Linked DNA regions of Macaca mulatta: region 2 is linked to region 1. A link is a contact called in public Hi-C data. All regions are on one chromosome and are shown on one strand. The core of a region is the stretch at or near the end of the contact, and the rest is flanking DNA. Distances in the headings are between cores, read along the strand shown.

What was found. Hi-C and Micro-C count contacts between places; a contact is called where the count stands out from the background.
Region 2: a contact with region 1 is called in a Hi-C map of fetal cortex germinal zone, with 2.0 times the contacts expected there. The contact joins the enhancer-like site here to the promoter of CAMK1G in region 1. A contact is called at or near these places in 6 of 14 Hi-C or Micro-C datasets (CD4 T cells, blood, cortical neurons and 3 more).

The regions. Positions count from the first base shown.
Region 1 is chr1:67,327,023-67,333,010 of T2T-MMU8v2.0, forward strand. CAMK1G (calcium/calmodulin dependent protein kinase IG) reads left to right here and starts at 3,406. Exons shown (of 11, transcript XM_077937105.1): 1 at 3,406-3,461.
Region 2 is chr1:67,364,600-67,370,587 of T2T-MMU8v2.0, forward strand. LAMB3 (laminin subunit beta 3) reads right to left here. Exons shown (of 24, transcript XM_077937086.1): 20 at 2,158-2,365; 21 at 1,626-1,767; 22 at 1,114-1,290; 23 at 179-332. Among named protein-coding and RNA genes, the nearest start is that of CAMK1G, 37 kb to the left of the region's middle. Within about 2 kb of position 2,627, at least 7 of the 40 cell types and tissues checked have an H3K27ac peak or open chromatin away from gene starts, as enhancers often do. A contact at or near this core is called in cortical neurons and fetal cortex germinal zone, where this site is marked.

The DNA of each region.
Region 1 (5,988 bases), core at 2,156-4,655:
AGCAATGGGTGCTCTGCCTCCTCCCTACGCCTCCAGTGATTGGCGTATGGCCTGGTCAGTGCTTGCAAGGAGAGCTGGCTTCTGACCTCATCGTTAAGAGGCAATGCTTTCTCCTCTGGCGCCAAACATCTGCTGAACCTATTTATGTTTCCACAGCAGAGAATTCATTCCTGGCCCTGTGGCTTTTCAAGACCAGCAGGGTGCAGGTGAATTGGAGAGAATGGGAAGAAAGAGAACTCTGGTGGTCTGATGACAACAGACAATTCCTTGCCCGATTCATCCTTTCATCAGAGTGACCTACAAGGTGCAGAGTTGACTGATGAATGTACTTGGACAGTGAAAATTGTATGAACATATGAACTAGGTCTGGTTTCAGATTCCCAATACTTAGTATACAGTCAGCACTTGATAAATATTTAAGGAATGAGTATATGTATGCGTGTGCTGGGAAAGTCTTCAGAGAAGCAGAATTCAGCTTCCTCTAGAGATGAACTTTGTCATGTGTGTCAATGCCCATGGGCATTACTGAGCTGTCTTAGGCTGTGATAAACTCCCCAGCTCCAGAGTGTGCAAACAGGAGGAGGACAGCAGCTTAGTCAGGGATGCTCTACCCAGAGAGTCTAGGCAATAAATGGGATGTTGTATCAATAACAATAATATGCTATTATTCCTACTTTCAATACCAATAATAGTTACCATTTATTAAGTACTTATATATCAATAGTTAGCAAATCATCTCTTACTTAATTATGATGACTATCAAAGGCCTTTCTACCCCTGAGGGTTGATAAATCTATCAGGTCCAATAAACATTTGCAGAGCCAGGCACAGGAGGAGGATGGAAGAAAGAAAAAAGAGGGGCAAGAAATACAGGCAGATTCATGGCCCTTAAATAACTCTCAATTCAAAAAAGGAGACAGGAAACAAACTAGAATTCAAGGCAGAAAAAGATTAAGAACTAGGAAGAGTTGTAGACAAAAGTTTTGGGAACAGTCCAAAGGGAGAGTGATCAGTTCTCAGTGGGGTGGGAAATCTTAGAAGGCTTCCTAGATGTGGAATTTTTGAATCTATAGCATTTTTATAGGCAGAGAATGAGGAAAGGGCATTTTCTTAACCAACAGATCAGGATAAATGAAGGTCAGGAGTTTTGGTGTGAGTGTTATCTTAAAAATAAGTGTTTCATATGGTGAGGCTGGAGTGTCACATGGGTAGAAAGAGAGATGCAGTGGAGGGAGAATAGCTCCGTGCCCGATCCTGGAATGCTTTCAATGATGGCCTGAAGTGTATGGATTTTATTCTGTAAACAATGAATGGTTTTGATGAGGAAGCAATATGTTTTATTGAGGTAATTCTAGAATGAAAGTTACATTGTATATTGTCTTAGTCTATTCAGGGTGCTGTAACAAAATACCATAAACTGGTGGCTTATAAACAGCAGAAACATATTTCTCACCATTCTGCAGGCTGCAAGTCCCAGCAAATACAATGCCTGATGAGGGCTCACTTCCTGATTCATAGAAGGCACCTTTTCTTTGTGTCCCCCTATAGTGGAAGGAGCAATGCAGCTCTTCGGGGTATCTTTTATAAGGGCACTGATTCCATTCACAAGGGCTCTACCCTCATGACGTAATCACCTCCCCCAAACCCCATGTTTTATTACCACCACACTAGTGATTAGGTGTCAGCATATAAATTTGGATGGGGACATAAATATTTAGACTATGACAGGTAAAGAATGATCACAGCTAAATTTTATTAAGTGCTCACCACGTACGAGCCACTGTTCTAAGCAGCTGCATTCTGTCTCGCTCCACCCTACTAGTGTGTGAAATAAGTTTAATAATTATGCCATTTTACAGATGGAAAAACTGAGGCACAGAGAGGTTAAGCTACTTTCCCAAAGCCACATATCTGTCATTGGAAGACCCAGGAATCCAACCTAGAAGTCTTCCCCAGAGCCACTTTTAAATATCCTACTGCACCACCTCATCCTATGCTATCACAATTCTACCTGGGTGGGAGGGTGAGGGCTTGAACTGAGATTGTAGAGGTGAGTATTTCCTTGCATTCACATAAAGAAATACCATAATAAAAGTGGTCACCTATAGAAGGCAATATCAGGGTCAAGGGACAGACAAGGAGTAGAAGGGGGTGACACATCTCAATGTACACCTTTTAATATGGTCCTTTTCCTGCCCATATGAATGTGTTATTTGTTCAAAAAACAAGATGACACAAAAGAAAGGGTACAATTTAAAAGCTAATTTCAAGGAACAAATGAAAGTGCATAAGAGCTGGATGGGTTTGGAAGACAAATGAAACAGGCAACACAAACAAAACAAACCCTGGAGTTTCTCACTTGAGTGTTTGGAAGATGGTAGCCCACTAGCTTAGCTGGGGAAAACAGGAGAGTGGGTTTGAGGGTGGCCATAATGCATTCAGTCTTGTTCTTAGGTGACAGTGGACATCTGGATGTTGAGGTTGAGCATGGTAACCAAGGTGGGATGTTGACCGGGGAGGTTCTCATGAAGATGGTAATGGACCCCGTGAGTAGATGGTAACCTTAAGGAGAGAGTAGAGAAGGAGAAAACAAGAGAGCAGATGACAGAGGTTAAAGAAATCTGCACTAAAGGGACTGCCCCAGAGAAGCTAAGATGGAGACTGTGAAGCCTTGGTCAAGGGCCAGGATGGAGAGATGAGTACAGGAAACAGAGGGAGCAGAGAGTTTCCGGAGGAGGGGAATGATTTCCTGGGGTCTCATGGGTTAGGACTGAGACAGGTTCGGGGATCAGAATGCTGAGCTTCCGGAGGAAAGGAGACATATCAAAGATATTGAGTGCGACTGTCCAACTGAAGGGCCCCTTGTGGGACGTCTAAGGCCCTTTCTCCCAGTTCTGTAAGAGATAACAAGCAAGGTGGACACTGAGATGTCTTCAGTCCCTACATGTCAGCCAGTGTAGATGTTCTGTTTTTCAGGGAGAGGTTTTTAGGCAACATACGGCAGCACCTGAGTGGTTAAAAGGGAAACTGAGGCAGACAATCCTAGAAAGCTTATCTGATTTTTTCTGTCATCACCCATTCAGGATAATGGGAACCTATAATTCGATATGTTTGCTTTTCATTCTTCCTTTCTATCTTTTCATCACACACATCAATGCAAACACAATTGCACACACACACACACACACCAGGCAAAAATGCACAAGCATTTTTCTGGATAAGACTCATTATTGCTCGGTGGGAGGGAGGGAGAGCAGAGCCGAGGAAAGGAAAGACAGATGCAAGCCACCCTAGCTACTTTTACTCCCCTTTAAGGCTGCATGGTTACGGTCCTGGGAAAGAAAACTCCTGCATTCCTCCCCTTTAATTGGGTTTATTGTTAAAGCACTGGAGCAGCTAATCCTCACAGACCTGTAGGAGCTGGAGTGGGAGCCCAAGCAGGATTCTTGCCGAGTCCGTGGGTAAGATGACCCTGCTTCTTTTCTTGGCTTTAGGGGGTCTCCTTGCTTAGTGGGAAGCGTGCAGCACCTAGCGAGTGGATTTGAAGAGCCACTTTGTAAGCAACTTGGGCATTTATTTCAGCCCCAGTTCCAGGCTTCCCTGACTCTTTTGGCATCAAGGGTAAGTTATAGGTGTCTTGGAAAATAAGTCTGAATGGGGGTCCGGGTGGAGCCATCTGTCCATCATTCCTGGGCTGGCTTGCATGGAAACCTTTTGCACTTCTGGGCAGGGAAAAGGGAGAAAAATATCTTTATGTGCCCCTCCTGCAATGTCTGCATTCTAGGGACAAGCCTCCAGGCTCTATGCCTGGAGGGACCCCATCCATCTGCTGGGGTGTCAGCACCTCCAGCTCTCTTGCACCCCTCCCTCCTATTCAACCTTCATCTCTTAACCTCTCTGACCCCATCCATCAAATAAGGTATGCCCTCTCTGCCTACCTCTTTGGGTTATTGGGAGGATTAGCAGAACCAATGACAAAATCATTTGTAAACAGCCTGTGGCTCTGCAAACCTAAGGAAGAAGAATCAGCCTCAGTCCCTCCTGGAGAGGTCTGTGGACAGGCTTCAGGCTCCCTATCCCCGGCCGCGTTAAGATGCAGAACACAGTCGAGCTATCGCTGTCAGTCACAAGACAGCTCCTTCACCTTCCCCAGGGGCGTGTCTACCTCCCTTCTGTTTTTAAACTTCCCTAGTTTACCTCACAGGTGAAGATCTTGAAAGGAGGTCTGGATTCACCAACACCATCACCCCCATCCACACCGTGGCCCCTTCTCTCCACGTAACTTTGACGTACAAACATTAACCCTGAGGCTCCCGGAGGTGGCTGCCAGGGCTCACGCTGGTCTGGCTGCAGTGCTTGGCTGGCCAGCCTCTTGCTCTGGAGTGAGATAAATTGATCATGAGGAAAATCTCTGAGAAGGGTCAAGAGAGTCAAGCAGATTCCGCCTTAGGTAAGAAGATGATCTTTTCCAGATCATAAGCTGAAGACAGAACAAGGCCCCTGTCATTCCTGCTGACCCAAGCTTAACCAGAACCAAAGATGAGACCCACCTCTGAAACAGGCTGTAACACAGAGTGCTTAGTAATACCTGGTATGCGGACCACATTTTACAGTTTAGAATGTGTTTATAATTAATCTTCTTTAGGACGATCCCATCAGATGATGTGGCATGTATTATTTCCCCCTTAATATAGATGAGACCACTGAGGCTCAGAGGTTAAAGGGGTTGTAAAGCTGGTGATGGTGATGGCATTTGAACCCAGATCTATTGATAAATTCAGTGACCTTTCCATGATGCTGCAGATTGCTCTGGTGTGTGCGTGTGCGTGTGTGTGTGGCTGCTTATTAAGAGTCCTCTTCAGAAAGTACTCTTTGGGAAAGAAGCTTGAGGTTAGAGTGAGAAATGGTTTGAGCTGGAGCCATGAGAGGCTTGGGGCAATAGATATGCTGCCCCCAGCCTCTGTGCTGAGAATCTGAGTGCTTTAAGGATTCAGTCCTTTCCAGATTGTCCGAGCCATGTGTTCCCAGGGGAATCAGTCAGACGTTAGGATTGCATTACAGCATCATGAGGATGAAGGTGGAGATGAGTGACATCCCAGCAACCGCCACCAGGAAAGAGGCAACAGGTTATGTGGTACAGCGACGAGAAGACTAGCGTTGGAATCCAGTTCAGTTCTATCATTCACTATCAGTTTGATGTGGGGGATTTTTCTGAACATTTCTACTTATCAGTACCTGAGATGTAAAATGCGGTTACCTTGAAAGGGGGACATGAGTCATTAAACAAGATAATGCATGCAAAGTGCCTAGCGCGGTGCCCCACCCAGGTGCGTGGTCCAGGGCAGCGAATACTATAAAGCCTAGGAGAGATTCTACCTGGAAGTGAAAAAGCATCCCCCTCTAAGAGGAGAGCACCTCCCTCCCTCCCTCTCCCCGATACACACGCACACAGGGCCAGAAATAAATTGCCACACGAATGCGCGCGAGTGACGGCGCCTAGCCACAGCCTGCCAGCGCCAGCGAGTGAATGAGCTGCAGCATGAATGAGGGGAGCGGCTGAGTCTGCAAACAGGCTGCGTGCCTGGCGCTACAACTGCAGGCGCGCCGCCACGGTCAATGGCGAGGGGGTTGGGGCTGAGTGGGAGCGGCTGCCAGCAAGAAAGCAAGCTGAAGCAGGCAGGGGACTGCACGGACTATCCATGATTGTGGAGGAAAGGCTGGTAACTCAGAGCTTCCTGACACAGCCCTTCGTCCTGAATTCAGCCTGTCCTTTCTTTTGCACTCCATTCCTGGTGGGGGAAATATCCTTCCTCTCCCCTTCTGGAAGCCGCAGTAGAGTGCCTGGCTGTGACGGTTAATAGTAATGAGCGTTCAGCCTGTACAAAAGAGGCACCTCTTGCATGGGATTAGGCTTGAAGGCGGTGTGTGACACACAGTCAGTGTTAACCTTGAAAACTCCTTAGAAAAGTGCCCCAGTGGAGACCTGAT
Region 2 (5,988 bases), core at 1,377-3,876, 37 kb after region 1:
TGGGACCATCTCTGCATTCCCCAGCCTCATACATACTAGACGCCCAGAAAAAATCTCATTTGATCTTACTCCCATAGCATGGCTAGCTCCAATAAGAATGGGCTTCAGAAGCCTTGGGTTGGGTGGGACCAGCCTTCATGAATGCCCAGTAGTCCGTGCCCCTGAACCATTCCCTCACCTTTCATCCTGTCCATCATCTCCATGGTCTCCCCAAATAGCTCCTCTGCCTCTGTCTTCACACTCTGGATCCGGGCACCCTGTTCACCCAGCGTGGGACTCTGACCCAACCGGTCCTTCAACTCAGCATACTTTTGTTTTATTCTCTCAAATCCCTGAAAAAGGTAGAATAGTCTCAGTGTCATTGTCATCATGCAAGGTCCTAAAGACCTGTGGCCAAAGCACTTGATGTCACCCAAATCAACACACAGTGGGAAAGCGCCTCCTATTAACCCCCAATAGAATTGGTTTTGCCTATTAAAACGCCTGAGTCACAGACTATGACTTAAACTTCTGTGTTTCCCTCTTCCCATGTCCAGCTCTTGACATGTCGCACCTCACTCCCAGGACAATGTTAGTCACATCACAGGATATTGATATTAAGCTGTCACATAGTATACTTAGCAACTTGGTCACTGTGCCAGGATTGAAAGTGCCAGTGTTCCTAGCCATAGGGGGAGCAGGTAGTGTGTGTGAGACACTGAGAATGGGCTCTTTGATCTTCTCTCTCATCTAATTCTGACAATCGTGGAGCCCAGGTTAGGATAAGCAAAGAGCATCTGTCCAGGCTGGGGATCCAAGAGACAAGCTCTGGATCCAGTGTCAGGGGACCTGCTTTATAGATGAGTCTTAGGCCTGTGAACAAGTCACCACCTCATCTGTAAAAGGAAAGGGATTGCACTGGTCATCTCCAATGTCCCTGAGCCAACTATACCAAAGGCAGTGGAGGGAGAAATCAGATGCCTGGCCAGGTTTGGGTTGATTCTCAAGCCTCTTCTTGTTCTGTTATTCTAAGCACATTTGAGTTTGTGGTCTTATAAAGTGTGCAAAGTCCTCTCCTGCTCAGGACCCCCTCACTGGCCATACATCGTTGAGCTAACTCTGCCTTCTCTGTACCTCTTGGGCACTCAGTGCCTGCTCGCTGGCACCTTCTGCAAGCTGCTGGGCCTGGACTGCCTGTGCCCGCTGCTGCCGGGCTTGGTGGCGGAGCTCCTCCATCCGTGTCCAGAAGTCACCCAGCTGCTTGGTCATGCTTGTCACCAGCTTTTCTGCTGGCTGCAGTACCTGCTGAACCTTTGTGGAAAGAGGGAGATCTGGCATTTGTGGTGGGTCTCATAGGTGGGGGGTTCATCCCCATTTTTTCTCCAACTCATCAGGCAGCAAAAACCCTCTCCAATCAGAACAATCAAAATTGCCCACCTCTCACTCCTGCCTTCTGCATCCCAGCCACAAGATCAGAAAATCCAAGGCCCAAAGCCAGCCCAAAACTTGTCACCCTCCTGTAGAACTCCACCTCAGCTTTCATCTAGTCACTTTTCATCTAGTCACTTTCTGGCATTTTCTATGCCTGGTGCCCAAATTTTCCTGTTTATGCCCAAATATGTGTGGAGGAAGCCATGATGCCTCACCTCAGCAACCCTATCCTGGATAAGCCTAAGGGAGCGGCTGGTGCCTTGCATGGTGTCCTGAGCTTCCTGCAGTGCCACTGTGCCCTGCCGCAGGTTCCCAACCACATCCTCCACCTGGCCCTCCACTGCATGGGCTCGGCTCCTGGGTGAGAGAAGCATGAGGGAGAGGAGAGAGAGAATGAGTGAATAGTGAATCAATGTGTGGTTCGACTCACACACCAGTCCAAAAGAACACACTTCCCAGCCAAGACAAAGAGCAAGGAAAGTATTAGCTTTGACGCCCCAGGACCCCACCAAGCAGACATGATGAATGTTTGTGTTATGCCTGAGACACTCTCTTGGCAGTTTCCAATACGGAAGACACAGTCACGCAAATTGTTTAACCTGCACTCTGGACTCTGTGTACCACTCCTCACCATCGTAAGCATCCCCTCCTGTCTCCCAGCCCTCTGCACCCCTCTCCCAGCCATGGGGTTGAGAAGCAAAACTTCTCTCTTCTGGGCAGAGAGAAGTTCAGGGCCCAAGGCCGTACCTGGCTTCCTCAGCCTCAGCCTGCAGCCTGCGGGCCCGCGCAATGTCCTGTTTGGTCTGGGACAGCACCAGGTCCACGTTGGGGAGCCTGGCTGCAATGGCCTGGATCTCATTCATCTTCTGCAGAACAGTAGCTGAGTCTGTGGGCAGCCACAGGGCCAGCACAGCCTCGCTGACCTCCTGGATAGTGGCTGCATCCGTTTCGGGGTCTGGAAGGCAACCATGCATTAGACTGTGGGAGCCCACTAACCTCCCCAGAGATCCGAGGCCTCTCCTGGCTAAGCAGCACCCGTGGAAGGCACTCATGGTGGCCCCTCTATCATGGTGTCCCAAGGAGCTGCTGCCCCCTCTCAACCAGACTCAGGTGTCTGTTCTCTGGAAATTTCTGGGAATGCTGTAGGAGGATGACTATCCTGTGCTCCATGCTGCAGGAGGGAAGAGGAGTGGGGGAGTGTCATCACAGCTGTGGCAACTAAGCGTCTGGTGTCACAGGAAGCTGCGGGCTAGGGAGAAGGAGGTGGTGCCAGACAGCTGGTACTGAACAATGCCTGCAGCACATGCACAATCAGCCCTAAATTGGGAAGAGTGACCAGAAACTGGAGCTGCTTCCTTGGCAAAAAGACCCCTTCCCTGCACTCCCCCTCAGGCAAGACTGCTCATTTTTGCAAAGGCAAATAAGAATGATCAAGTCTTTGCTGGAATATCACCTTCTCAGGGAGGCCAACCCCAGCCATCCAATCTAGAATTGCAACCTCCACCCTAGACTGTAGCACACTTTATCGTCCCTCCCCGCCTCATCTTTCTGTCTAGCACTTGCACCACCCAGGTACCAAAAACTGTACTCATCTAACTGGTTTTTTTTTTTTTTTTGTCTCTTTTCCTCTAGAATGTAAGCTCTACAAGGGCAGGGGCTGGGTTTTGTCCACAGCTATATCCCTAGACCCCAGCATAGTGCCTGGCACTTGGAGGTCCTCATGTGTGTAGAGTGAATGAATGATTGACAGGGCTTCAGGTTCAGATCGCTGCTTTACTATTCAAGCCACCTGGGCAAGTCAAGTGGTTCCCTAAGCACAGTTTCCTGATCTGTGAAAAAGGAATATCAATCCCCAATATCAATCCTCAACCTGAAGGTACAACATAAAACAACCCATTTGCAAGAGTTGTTACAAACCAACTCTGGGTCAGAGAGTAAGGTCAGAAGTACAGAGATGACATCTCCTCCCCATCTATTCCAATTTGCTTTTACAGATTTCGCTGGTATTGAGGTATTAAGGAGGGGGGCACCCACTCACCCAGATGATTTGTCCTGGGACCTGAACTCCTCCGGGGTCCCAGGCCCAGCCTTACTCTACACCTAAAGGGTACTAGGTGACCACACAGGTCTCATTCCCTGCCCCATCCCATGCCAGGCAGAAGGACACTCCTGGAGGGTGGAAGCCATGCTTGTTCATTGCTGTGTCCCTTGGGGGTTTGCATGCAGCATAACTGTGGTTGAGTTTCATTAAGTGGGTTTATCCCAGCAGCAAGCTTTCACAAGGACCTTCCTCATGGAGATTGTCGACCTCTCATCTAACCCAGAGTCCCACTCTCAAAGCAAGGCTTCACATGCAACTTCCCCAGAAAGCCTTCCAGGATGAGCACATCCCCACCTAGATCTGGCCCTTCCTTTACTCTGCACCACTTCAGCTGCACCCTTAGGCTCAATCTACATGACATTCAGTCACAGAGCCTTCTGGGTCTCAGGATGGGCTCAGTAAATATTTACTGCATTGAGCAAAAGCATGGGAGGAGTTGAGACTGCAAATCAAATTAAACTCAATACCTGCCTTTATGGAGCTGAAAATCTAATGGGAGACAGGCACATGAACAAAGAAGTACAGCTTTGAGTGAGTGGTGTAAACACAGGTGCTACAGTAGCCATGGGAGGGGCCCCCAGAGCCACCTGATAGGTCAAGGGAGGCTGCTGGGAGAGTGGGATGCCTAGGAGGATTCCTAGAGGATGAACAGGAACTAGCCGGGTCAGCAGAGGTGGGAGAGGGGAGACAATCCAGAGAGAGGAAAAACATTTGCAAAGGCAAGTGGCAAGAAAGTGTGTATTTGTGTGTGCATGCACACTCACAGGTGTGTATGTATATGTGTGTCCATGCCATAACGCAATAGGGTGTGGATGACAGAATCAGACCATTAGTGTTGAAGCCTACCTGCACCACTGCTGAGCTGGATGCCTTTAGCCAAGTTGCTTAACCTCTCTGTGCCCAGATTACTTGTGTGCAAAGTGGAAGTAATAAGAGTACTTAGTTCATGTAGTCAGGAGTAAATGATGTAATACATGCAAAGCACTTGGAACAGTGCCTGGACTCAGAACTTAATAAGCCTTAACTATTCATTTTGTCAATTCCATTTGAAGAACTGGGAAAGGCGATGTTTCCTCCTCCCTCCACAGACTTTCCACTCTCCCTCCCACACCATGACCCTACATCTGACAGCAGCCAGCGCTCAGAGGCGTCTGCACCAGGACTCTGGAGACCAGAGTCCGAGCCTACAGCTACACAAAATTTTCCTGGGTTTCTCCCTGGAGCCAGGCCTCTCTCAGGCCCTGCTTTTTCTCTCTGACCCTGGACTCATCATAAGACTTGACCTGAGATACAAGCATAAGAAAGACGACAAAAGGGGCCTGGCAGCTCCCTGTCTGTACACGTGAGCCTGTTCACGGTACTCACCCAGCAGGAGAGAATTCCAACCCACCTCCCAACCCCTGAGGTCAGAGCCCTGGCTGAGATTAATGCAGGATGAGTAGCCATTCAGCGTCACTGGACTTGACTCAGGGTCAAGACTCCCTTATCCATGAGCCTAAGCCCCACACCTTGACCTCCGCCATCATCCACATTTGTGGGGCACAATCTCCCTAGATTCCCAGGTATCATTTTCCCCAGGTGTGGGCCTCATGGCCTTATGCAAGTCATGAGACCTCAGAAGAAGTCTCCTGCCCCTCTCTGACCTGCCATCTGCACTCAGGAGGGGACTTTGGCCTATCTGGGGCAAAAACACAGTAATAGCAGCAAGAAGAGCCACTGTCATTACACCAAGCCCTAGGCTCATATTAACTGGGCTCCCAGCCAAGCAAATTCCCTGGCAGGAACCAGAAATCTAACAATATCAACTCCTGTTCCTGAGGCACCTTTCCTTTTTCAAAACACGTTTTACATCAGTTATTTGATCCTCAGAATAAACTTGTGAAATACTACCGTCTCCCCATTTATAGAAGCAAAAGATGAGGCAAAGAGAGAAGCAGCCTGCCCAATGTCACATGAGTCTCCCGGGTCCTGTTTAGGAATCTTTCCATTGTACAGCCCTTCCTCACTCCCCAGGGCAGTGAGGAAGGGCATCTGGTTCATTTATTCATGCCACCTATGTCAGATGCCTTTCTGTGTCTGGCCTTATGTTAGGTGCTGGTGACACAGTGGTCAAAAAGACAGACAACCATCCTTACCCTCCTGGAGTCCCCATTCTAGTGGAGTGACAATCCACTTGTCGACAACTGAATGACGGTGAGTAGTGCGAGGAAGGTAAGACACCGAAGGGGAATGGGAGATGACAGGGGACAACCAGATCAGATGGTCAGGAAACACCTCTCTGGGGAGACGACCCAGAGGACAAGAAACAGCCCTGGAAAGAGGATTCCAGGCACAAAAAGAGCAAATAAACATTCCTGAAGCAGGCAAGAGCCTGATATGTTCAAGGACAGCCAGTGAACAAAGCAGAGAAGAGCCCAAGGTCACTCCCAAGAGATGGACAGAGGCCAGGCTCTGTAGCCATGATAGGAGTTGAGAGC